Linked DNA regions of Mus musculus: region 1 is linked to region 2. Evidence: chromatin contacts called from public promoter capture Hi-C data. All regions are on one chromosome and are shown on one strand. The core of a region is the stretch at or near the end of the contact, and the rest is flanking DNA. Distances in the headings are between cores, read along the strand shown. Region 1 holds the start of Rida (reactive intermediate imine deaminase A homolog). Region 2 overlaps Laptm4b (lysosomal-associated protein transmembrane 4B).

The links. Capture Hi-C pulls out chosen DNA fragments and counts their contacts.
Region 1: a contact with region 2 is called in a promoter capture Hi-C map of liver. The contact joins two enhancer-like sites. A contact is called at or near these places in 2 of 484 Hi-C or Micro-C datasets (cortical neurons and nephron progenitors) and 3 of 9 other capture datasets (adipose tissue, liver and pancreatic islet).

The regions. Positions count from the first base shown.
Region 1 is chr15:34,489,454-34,495,254 of GRCm38.p6, forward strand. It overlaps Rida (reactive intermediate imine deaminase A homolog), which reads right to left and starts at 5,793. Exons shown (of 6, transcript NM_008287.3): 1 at 5,600-5,793. The coding sequence starts at 5,664. Within about 2 kb of position 2,233, at least 24 of the 459 cell types and tissues checked have an H3K27ac peak or open chromatin away from gene starts, as enhancers often do. A contact at or near this core is called in liver, where this site is marked.
Region 2 is chr15:34,250,248-34,256,123 of GRCm38.p6, forward strand. All of the region lies in intron 1 of Laptm4b (lysosomal-associated protein transmembrane 4B), which reads left to right. Among named protein-coding and RNA genes, the nearest start is that of Laptm4b, 15 kb to the left of the region's middle. Within about 2 kb of position 4,279, at least 59 of the 459 cell types and tissues checked have an H3K27ac peak or open chromatin away from gene starts, as enhancers often do. A contact at or near this core is called in liver, where this site is marked.

The DNA.
Region 1 (5,801 bases), core at 983-3,482, 240 kb after region 2:
CAGTAAAGAATGGTCAGCTTTCAGTGTAGGATGGCCTAAAGGAGGCACTTTCTACCTCCCTACTATCCACTGGGTTAAAGGTATTGTGTATGGAAAACCTGGACTCTCTGGCCAGGTCCCATACACCACTGCCAGCTTCTGGTAGAGAACCCTTCTCTGTGGCTGAAACCTTTCCTACCTCCCATACTGGTGATTTTGCAGGTTCAGGAGACGGAACCACCAAAGAATCGAAAGCCAGCAGTCCTATTCCCCTTGGCTCCAGAGGAAACCTCCTTCCTGTCCCCTTATCACCCTATCCTGGTGTATGCTCATCCCTTACACAGGAAGTGCTGGAGGTCGGCTCTGACAACTCAGAAAGCACAGGGCTCTCTGGCTTTCTTTTACCCATATCTTTAAATAGATAACTATTGAGCTTCTTAATGTGTGAGCTTTCCTCAGGTTGAACCGAACTATTGGTTAACACTATAAACACACCCCCACCCCGCCCTTGTGTAATTAGGCCATCTGCACTAGGCCCATTGCAAAATATCTTCAGTTTTTCACAACATATGAAAGAGTTTAAGCTCGAATGCATCATCAATAATAAAAAACTTTATGATAGTAAAAAAAATCCATTTATTTCCAGAATATCAAAAGTAGTTATTGGAGCTGAGACAATTTGTGTTTAAGATTGAAACTCCCAAGGATTTAAAGAGGTTTAGCTAAAAAAAAAAAAACCCAAAAAACAATTGACTACGTGATACTTCCTAGGCCTAAGAATCCTACTCCTTCAGTTGTAGGTTCCAGAAATTGTTTCCTAATGTTTTCTTTTTAACTATTTTGGGGCTGGAGAGTTGGTTCAGTTGTTAAGAGCACTTACTGCTCCTGCAGAGGACCCAGGTTCAATCCCAGGCATCAACATGGTGGCTCACAACTCTATGTAACTCCAAGCCTAGGGAATCTGGTATTCCCTTCTTACCTCCTCAGATCTACAGTACACACAATTTCATGCAAGCAAAACCGTCATGTACATAAAATAAAAAAATAAGTCAATCTTACAAATAGACTTCATTTTTATTTATATGTATGTGTGTTTTCATGAGTGCATGCCACATTTCTGTGTGGGTACCCAGAGGTCAGAAGAAGGCATCAGGGTCCCCTGGACTAGAGTTACAGATGGTTGTGAACCACCTGATGTGGGTACATGGAGCCACACTTGGGTTCTGTGCAAGGGCAGGAAGTACTCTGAACTGCTGAGTCATCTTTTCAGCTCCTAATTAAAAAAAAAAAAAGCATTGTATTTAGTGTGTGTGTATGTGTGTTTGTGTACATGCGTGTGCTCTTGCTCACTGTAGTAGACATGTGGAGGTCAAAGGACAAATTGCAGGAGTCAGGTCTCTCCTACCATGAAGGTACCAAACTCAGGGCACTGGGTTTTGGGATAATGATGCTTTTACCTGCAGAACCATTTCACCCATGCAGAACTTTAAAAGCCTTTTATTCTACTTCCTGTCCAGAAATATACTGGGCATGATGGTGCAAACCTATAACCCTAGTACTCAGGAGGCTCTCAAGTGTGGTGCCAACCTGGGATGTGTAGTGAATTCTGGGCTGTCTGGGACCACAGTGAGGTTACCTGAAAACAAACAAACAAGCAAGCAAGCAAACCCCACACAGAGAAACACCTAAATGATAGCAAACCAAGCCCAAAATCAGGGGGTAAAACTTTCAGAAACATTCCAATTAAGTTTCAAGTCATGGTCTGTGCCATATTATGGCAGTGCTAATAAAACAGAAAGCCACTCAATAGCACTGGTGTTGCAATCCCTCCAGGTCCGTCCTCAGTGTCCTAAAATGTGCTGAGTTGTGCTTAGCTAATCAGTAACAATACTCCATTCATTCCCAGGGCTGAGGACTAAAAAGCCCAGCACATTAGAATTCTCTTGAGAGAAGCTAGAATTTCAAAAAGTGTACTCATCACAAACTTTATACACTAGTCTTTACTTTTGGGAAATAGTTCCCAAAATACGGAGGCCAGGAGTGGGCATCAGGTGCCTTCTTCAATCCTTCTCTACCTTATCTACTACATTGAGGCAGGGTCTCTCACGTGAACCCAGAACTTGTTGATTGACTAGTCTATCTAGTCAGCTTGCTCTGGGGAGTTTCTGTCTCTGCCTCTCATGTACTGTTATCACAGGAGGGCTACCACATACTGTTTATGTAGGAGCTTGGTAGAGACCGGACTCTGGCCTCCATGCAGGGCCGTTCTAAACAGGAAGAGGGAGACTAACTGTACAAGTGTTAACTAATGCTTCTGAGAGGAGATGAGGCATTAACAAGCCGGATAGTTATCTATCTGAAGACACCCTTTGGTTACCAGGCTTCATGACAAAGTGTCTCTCTGCTACAGATGTCTTTTGTTCTGAAGTAAAGAAGGTAATCTCCTGCAACTATCACCAATAGCTGAAAGAGCAGGATTAGGCCGAGGAACAAAAAATTTACTACAATTTTTTTTTTTTCTTTTCGAGACAGGGTTTCTCTGTGTAGCCCTGGCTGTCCTGGAACTCACTCTGTAGACCAGGCTGGCCTGGAACTCAGAAATCAGCCTGCCTCTGCCTCCCGAGTGCTGGGACTACAGAATTTTTTCCTTAAAAGGGATTTTTTGGACTGACCCCTTCCTTCCTTATGGTTAAGAACTAGCATTATTACTTAGGTTCATTTAGAAGATAAAGAAGCAAACTAGGAGACAAAGTCTCTCTGTAAGGTCACACCATTAAAAAGAAGCCAACTAAGAATTTAAATCCTGGCGCACGCCTTTAATCCTAGCACTCAGGAGGCAGAGGCAGGCAGATTTCTGAGTTCGAGGCCAGCCTGGTCTAAAAAGTGAGTTCCAGGATAGCCAGGGCTACACAGAGAAACCCTGTCTTGAAAAACCAAAAAAAAAAAAAAAAAAAAAAAAAGAATTTAAATCCAAAGTGCAACTCTCCTCTCCTAACAAACTCCAACTCTTAATGCTAACTTTTGAATTTTTTTTTCCCAGAAAGTCACCCACAGACAGGGAATCATATCTTCACTTTGTAGTTTTCTTTTCAATTCTTCTAAGCTGGGACAACAAATGAAATCATTCAGATTGAGCCCTGGAGTCCACTACACTTTCAAATTGTATTAAATTACTTAGTGGAGTGACCTTGGCAAATTATTCAACTTAGTATATGACAGCTCTCACATCTGAAAAATGGAGTTGTAGCTGGGCGCTGGTGGTACACACCCAGGGCCTCATACATGTTCAGCATGGTCTTTTACTGAGCTATATCCATCCTCGGCCAGAAAGACATTGAAATTATTATGACTATTTATGTGCACGTGTATAAGTCCACCACCTGTGCACATACCCATGGAGGCCAGAAGATCCTCTGGGTCCTTTGGAGCTAGAGTTACAGATGGGAGTGAATGGACTAATATGGGTGCTGGGAACCAAACTTGGCTTCCTGAAGAGCAGAAAGTGCTCTTAAGTGCCGAGTCATCTCTCCAGCCCCAGCCAGAAACACTTTAACAAAGGGAGCAGGCTCAAGGTTTTGAGCCAACTGCAGTATGCTCATAGAGTTTTGGAATTAATACTTTTTATTTGAGTTATTTTTAAAAATAGTTACTTTCTATTGTATTGTTTTCTATTTAGAGTATTTTGATAATGTTTTCTTTTAAAATTAATTTAAGTGAAAGTAAGTCATTTCAATGAAAATGTTATAAAACACCAGGTATACAGTTTGGGAGAAAAAAAAAAAGGTCAATTGAAAACTATCTCATCCAAATCTCTACATTCTGTATTCTTTTACCTCTGTGTCCTCTGGAGGAATGTCAGTCTGTAACTAATTAACTATGATGAGTCAAACTTCCTAACACTATTAAAAGTGGAAAAACAGAAAACCCAACATTTAAAGTTTAACCGGACTACCTTATTTGGGGAGCTTCTTCAAAACTTTTTTTCTTTCTCTGCTCCAAATCAGAATCAGTTTTCCTCCCTTTCATTTGGTTTCTCATCCCATTAAGTTCCATCTCCAATCCTATTATAATAATTACTGCTTTGACACATGGGACTGTTATTTCTCTTGATATTAAGGGAGCTAGGGTTTGAGTTCAAGCCAAGATGTCACTTGCACACTGTATTTCCTTGAAAAGATTGACCTTGAGCTGTCCTTTTGTAAAATGGAGAGACAACTTAAAGGTAGTTAGTTGTCATAGTGCCTGTCATGTAACATTTGCTACATTACTGCTTCTTTTCCTTTTATAGGTGAAGGCCTATGTCGGATTACTTCTTACACATTTTTGAATCAGCTAAATACTTGGCATGCACTACACATCTTCTACAGTACTAATGTTGCAGCCGAAGAAAATCTTCAGTTTTGATTGACAGCAAAGAGACACTGTGTCAGAAATGACTTTTTCAAAAGGAATTGGCTCTAGATACGTTTTAGTGAAGACTTAGAAGTTAGAGAGGAGAAAGTTATATAAGATACAATACAGTGATTTTTAAAGCTGAGGTATTTTGAGGAACAAGGTTTTAAGTTAAGTGTGCTGGTCTTCACGTCAGCACTAGGAATGCTCAAACAGGAGAACAGCAGGTTCTAGGTTAGTCTGAGCTACAAAGTTAGTCTGTCCTTCATAGCACCCACAGAAGGAAGTGAAAAGAAAGTACCATTTCTATTTAAAAGCACTTCTGGTAAGCAGAGATAAATGCCAAAGGGTAGTTTTTATTTTTCCAGTACATATATGGTTAGCTCTAGTATATAGGATAATCTCAGAAGATCACCTTTGGTGTTACTTGCATTTGATATTAGTGGTAAATAGGCATGGATAAACCATTCATAAGCATCATTGCATTCCTACACGTTATAGAAGCCAGAGACTAGGATAGACATACAGGTATTTGCTGAGTACTGTCCAAATGAGACAAGCATATCTTGTAAATTAAGAAAGGGTTAGATCAAACTTCATGCTAGTAAAAGAAGCCTGTCACAGAGGACCAAACAGTGTATTATACTTTTTATAGCAAACGTCTTTAACAGATAAACCCTATAGTGATGGAGAGGAAATAAATGGGTGGTTGTAAGGAGCTGGGGAAAGATGCCATGTGGAATAAATGCTAATGGTATAAACCTTATTTTAGGTTGGATGTAAATGTTTTGAGAATAGAAAGTGATGATGGCTACACAACTTTTGGGCATAGTAAAAGCCACTGAATTGAACCCACTAACAGAATGAGAATTCTATGGGTTGTTTATTCTATCTTAATAAAATTGTTACAAAAACCAAAACTAGAAGCCACCAAGACGAAAGGCAAGGGGGTTGGGGTGATGCCACTTCTAACCAGAGAAAGCATGTAGCAAGCTCGCCTTCGGGGCCCCGGCAGCTCCAGATGGGGGCAAGATCTTAGGAGTGCAAGTTTCTGGTAGCACCAGGGCTCCCCCATTCTCTGAGGGATTTGGATACACTGTACTCTTTCTGAACTTAGTTTCTTCGCGCGTTCTAAGACTCTCTTTTGCTCGGACCAGCAGGGGCCAAAGCTCCAAACTTGCAACACTGCACCTACCTGGTCCTTCAGAGCTACAGTAAAAAACATTACCTGTAGGGACCAATGGCCGCCGGGGCTTTTGTGGTGCTGATCACCTTTCTGATTATGGACGACATGCTAATCCTTCCCTCTTGAAGACCCTCCAGAAGAAGAAACGATGGTAAGTAACTACACCCACTCTTGTCCACTGACCAGACAGCCCTAGGCAAAAGAGTTTTAGTTCAGGGACAGCCCCGTGCGAATTCGCACGGCC
Region 2 (5,876 bases), core at 3,029-5,528:
GAGTATCAATAGGAGGAATTCTAAGATGGCAGTCTTCAACTGTGTGTTGTGGGGCGATGTGCCTGATTGAGAGTGATGCCCACTACATGGATACAAACACCCCAACAACACTTAAAAGTTGAGAGAAAAATTTTCAGCCTTTGAGATTCAGTGCGCGATGATCGGCTCTTGGCAAGCAACAGTGTAGGCTGCTTAGCCAGTGCTGTGTGTAGTTAGAAAGGCATCTGAGGCTGAGATGGTGGCCAGGCAGGAACTTGGTTTATGTAAAGGGGCAGTTGCAACAAGAAAGGCATGTGCTACTCAAATCCTCCTCCGTGTTAGCCTCTGATTTGACAAGTAAATTAGGTAAGAGAAAGACAGAGAGATGGTAAAAATGATCAACGATACTTCTCAAGTCTAACCTTTAATACAAAAAGAGAGAAAAATCTGTAACTTAGCATGCAACAAGAAAGTATAATGATCAGGAATGCTGGGATTGAGAAACACCTTTAAACAAGTAGTAAGTGAGCCTGTCTCTGCTTTGTGAGACTGAGGGACAGGGGAGCAGATGGGATTAGTCTGACTCTTTGGAGGTAGAAAACCCGCAGAATTCGGTTACATTCGTAACTTCTAATCCTTACTTAAGGGAGAGCATAAACGGACACGAAGATAAGCCAGTGCCTGGTAGGTTAACATATCAGAGCCATTAGGAACATTTGGCTATCTCCATCTGAGGTTCCCACAAATAGCAGCGGCTGGAGGACCATAAAGGTGGAGAAACATGCTCTTGAGGGAACTAGGAATACGAGAAGCAGTCTTTGAACCCCAGTTCACTGATACAACCGTGTTCACAGAGGGGTTAAAGGAAAGGCTGATCCAGCAGGACCTTGAGGTAGATATAGAGCTTCAGCAGTTTTGCTGAGTCCATCAGTGGGGCACGATAGGAAAGGCTTTGGCAGATCTAAGTGACTTAGACCGGCATGTGAAGAGAGTCCAGAAAGTAAGAGAGCAACCTAGGGGAAGAACGACAAAGAGGAAGAAGTTGGTCTCCGATACTGTGGAGACAAATGTGCCAAGATTTGTACCGAGCTGGAATTGCTAAGGGATAACCTGTTAGAAAGCCACCAAACTGCTGAGGAGCTGCTGGGGGGCTTTTAAGCTGGAGCCAGAAGGTATCTCTAATAGAGGTGTCAGAGGTGCACGTGATCAGGCCTGGCCCAGGGGTAGTAACTATGGCCCAGATTGACTAAGGAGGGTACATTGCTCTCTAGCCAAAGGTTGTGCTCTCGGGGTGGAGATGGTTTGCCCAGTCAAGTTGTGGTAGATTGAGAGTCAACAATGATGGCTACAGCCACAATGTCAACTCAGGGCCACTCTGATCCAGGGACCCAGCAGGTGCTGCCAGGGAGAACAGGGTTTCAGGCTAAGTAGGTCTGAGCACATTGACAGGTAGGAAGGCTCCATGGAAGAGCTCCAGGCTGTGAAAATGGCTCAGAGAGAAGGATTAGGATTATAAAAACCCAGTTAAAGCCTCCTGTTCAGGCTTTCTACCCAGCCTTGGTCTGCGGACCAAGGAAGCAATTGATACAAGCAGATGCGACCTTTCCTGTTGGATTCAACCCTGCCTCACACCCAGACTTTGTTTATGTTTCACTTTAGTGTCTGAGCCTCTGGGGTCACCTGGTACTTGCTCCGAATACATGACAGCAGACGTTCAGGGCGCTTCACCAAGGTTATCTTTGTAACTCCACCTTTTGTTTTGGGATGATGATTTGGAATGTTGCCTTGTCCTGCCCATCCTTAAAAATGGTTTTGTTATGTAGTGACATATATATATATATATAGATACATATACATACATATATATGTATATGTATCTATCTATACATATATATATATATGTATGTATGTATGTATGTATGTATAAAACCTGTGAGTGTTGCAGATTTGGAAAGGCCCTGGAAAGACAACTAGGTACAATGGTACTTCCACTTGTCTACAACCAAAGTGGCTGGGTAAATTGAAAGGAAAAAAAATCTCAAGTTTCCCTATATGGGTAGAAAAGGGCACTCCCAGAGGACATAATCCAATGATTATTAATGAAGATCCAATGCTAGGGTTGTTCTACCTCCTGTGAGTTGTTAGCCAGGGAAGCCCCTGAGACCCCCCCAAAATGTAAAGGCTATTGCTACTGCTGTTGGTTGTATGCCAGAACTAGTTAGTCAGATCCCATTGCTGAAGATACTGAGTATGCAGGATGAGACTGCAGGACATGAAGGAGTTAAGCTGGGACTGAACGACCATCTTGCTGGGTGGCTTTCATAGTGCCAGTTGGGGCTATATAGGGTGCTAGTAGAGAACTGTCAGCAACATTCTTGTTTGGCTGTGGACCCTACATGCAAAATACCAACATTGCAGCCAGGGTGTGCTTGTTTGTGCAGTAGCTGCTTCACAGCCTTTCCATTTGATTTAAGGCCTGTTCTACAAGACAGGGTTTATATCTGGTATTGTAAGCCAGAGCAAAAACCTGTGACTGGGGAGGTCATAGGTCTCAATGGGGAAGCAACTTTTATGGTTTTAGCTGTCTTCAGACACACTAGAGGAAGGCATCGGATCCCATTACACATGGTTGTGAGCCACCATGTGGTTGCTGGAAATTGAACTCAGGACCTCTGGATGAGGAGTCATTGCTCTTAACTACTGAACCATCTTTCCAGCTGCTTATGGATATGATATACCCGTGGCACTGCCTTCTAAATGTGTGTCTGCACTCGTAGTTCCCTGTTAGCAGCCTCAACTCACTGCTCCTGAGAACAAGTGGCCAACTGTTGTGGCGCAGTGTCCTGATTCTTAGCCTTGGTTCTACTGTATATCCGAAACTAGTCCTTTTTTATAGAGCTCCTCCTGCCTTAGCCTCCTAAGAGTGAACTATTGAGGCCTACTTATTCTGGGCTTTGTTCTCCCTGCTACATGTCCCAGCCTGTCAATACTAGGTATTTTTAAAATTGCAGATCTTAGGTCCCTATTGCTCAGCCTTGACTAGATTCTAGGCCAGCCCTGCCTCGTCACATCCATAGAATCAAAGTTACATGATACAAGTATGACTACTTTCTTCCTTCCAAAGCATAGATCTCATAAGTAGACTGTGTCAGGTGTTATTTATTCCTTTCTTGGGGACTGGGGTGGGAGGCATCCATTGCTTTTGCCCACTGCCTAATATATTTTTAAAAACACATTTCTTACTTGCAAATAATATTTTTATTACATGCATGGGTATTTTGCCTGTGTATAACTCTGTGTACTCCGTGCATGCCTGGTGCCTGGAGAGGGTGTTGGATTCCCTGGACCTGTCCATTATATTTCTTGTTAATTATGTGGTCTTGGCCTTTTTTTTTTTTTAAGGCATGCACCACCTCATCCATTTTGACTCCTGCATTTTAAGTGTATATAAAGATAGCGCAACCTAAAAGTGATGACCAGAGCCAACCAAGTCCATTCAGAGAAATCGGTTGAAATCGGTTGGGATTGTTACTACTGCCTTTGCATATTGGCTTTATTAGTCTTGCACTGAGCGACTGCCAATGCCTTTACCTCTGGAGCACTGGGATCAAAGGCCAGGCCAGCACCGTGCCCTGCTTTATTGAGGGTCTTGAGCTGCCAGCTTACCAGTTATGTTGTTTGTTTCTTTTGTTTTGTTTTGTTTTTTGGTTTTTTTTTTTTAGTGGCATAGGAGAAAGTTTATTGTGGATAAAACAGAGGAATAGTCAGAGGCAGGGGCATCTGGGAGAGTCCAGAGTGGACACGCTCCTGAGTTCTGTGAGAACAGAGTGAGGAGGGGAACCAGGTGCAAGAGCCAGGAGGCCCAAAGATAGATAAGCTGCTGACACTCCGTGGTGGGGCTTTAGGTGCAAGCTACAAGTCTGAAAGCATTTTGGGTATCTGGAGAAAGTACCAGGGCCTAACACACTACTTACGTAATTGACTAAGAACAAGGAAAAGTGTGTTGACAGTGCAGAATTATTGGTACTCACCTCACTGAAAGACACAGCCTGAACACAAGCAAGAAAACCCCAAAAGCAGGGGTGTGTCTGCTGGGTCTTTTGCATAGAAACTAGCTATGGCCTTTACACTCGTGGCAAGTCGAGGTTGGTCAGAGCTCATGATCTAATGAGCTTCTGTCTTCTCTTTCAGGAAGACTTTACTCAGTATTCCCAGGGCTTTAGCTTGTATTTGTCCTCTTCCATCTGACCATGTTTGTTAGTTGCCGTGACGACTGTTGCCCCACCTCTTTGTGTTGACCCAAGTCCTCATGGACACTCCTGTATTCATTCCTTTCGTGGTGCTAAAGTCCTACCCAGCTGTTGAGTAGTAATACTGAAAAGGCAAGGCAGACTGACTGTTCAGAAAGGTCTCAGCTCTCAGAAAAGAAGCAGTCCAGGGTGAGTCATGTGAAGGGAGGTGGAAAGAACCACACCTTCCACAAACCTCCTGAGAGACTGGTTCACTGCTTATATCTCAGGGATGTGGGCCGCCTGGAATGCTGTAAGTCCAGGGCCATCGTTAGCCCCATAATAGCTGCTTATTACCTGCCTCTGCATGAGACCTCGCATCTCTGGGACTATTAGGTAGTTGTTTGGAATGTACCAATCCCAGGCCCCCACCAACCAAAGGCTAAGGATGCTATCAGCATCTGAGACTTGTAGCTGAGATTCCGGTTTACCGTCTCCACCTACCTGATGTTCCACCAGCAAATGTGAAAGAGGAACATGGAATTTGGGGTAACTCCAGAATAAAATATTTTACTCCTTTGAGATAAGAGTAGTGGTTTTGGGGGTTGGAGAGATGGCTCAGCAGTTAAGAGCACTGGCTGTCCTCCCAGAGGTCCTGAGTTAAATTCCCAGCAACCACATGGTGACTCACAACCATCTCTAGTGAAATCTTGGGCCCTCTTCTGGCATGCAGGCGTACGTGCAGATTCTCATACATTAAATTAAAAAAAAAATAAAAACTTTTAAAACAGTGGTTTTGTTTTGTTTTGTTTTTTGTCTTCTTGTTGTTGGTTTTGTTGTTGTTGACAGTCATTTGATTGTGCAAGAAGCTTACCACTTTTTTTTTTTTAAAGAATAACATTCAGGAGGCAAGTGGATCTTTGTGAGTTTTAGGCCAGCCAGAACTGCATAATAAGACCTTGTCTTTAAAAAAGAAAAAAAAATAAGTTAAAAAAATTCTGTGTATTTGTGGTGTGTGTATTATATGTATATATGCATGCATGCATGTATGTATGTATGTATGTATGTATGTATGTCAGAGGACAAATCAGGAATCAGATCTTTCCTGCCAGGGATCAAATCATTTCATCAAATCCTGATGCAAGTACCCCTCTACCTGCTGTGTCCCTCACTAACCCCAACACTGATCATTATCTGAATTCCTGCACAAAGTTCAGAGGCCAGGACTGACCCTGGGATACAGAGGCCCGAGGTTCAGGTTTGATGAATGTCCTTGTAAAGCAGTAGGCAATACTGGGGAGAGAGGATAAGTCAAACTAATAGAACTGGTATGAAACCCACTAGAGGGAGACCAAGAGGGGAGAGCAGAAATGCATTGCCCAGTCAGAAACAAGGGCAGGCATGGATGCCAGGCCTGAGGAGGACTAGAAGCCAGGTGGAGAAGGGACAGCATGATTCCCTGAGATGACGACATGGAGGAACTTGTAGCAGCTAAGACCTTAGCATCTTCCCAACCATCGTTCTTGGCAGTGACAAGATAACCTCACCAGGCTGGAAGTTGGGCTTGCTTGCTTCCCCTACCCTCTTGCCCTCATCTTTGTGTCTTGTCTCTAAGGATTCTGGCTCTATGGTGCTCACCCTACTTCTGCCATTCCTAGCACCTAAGAC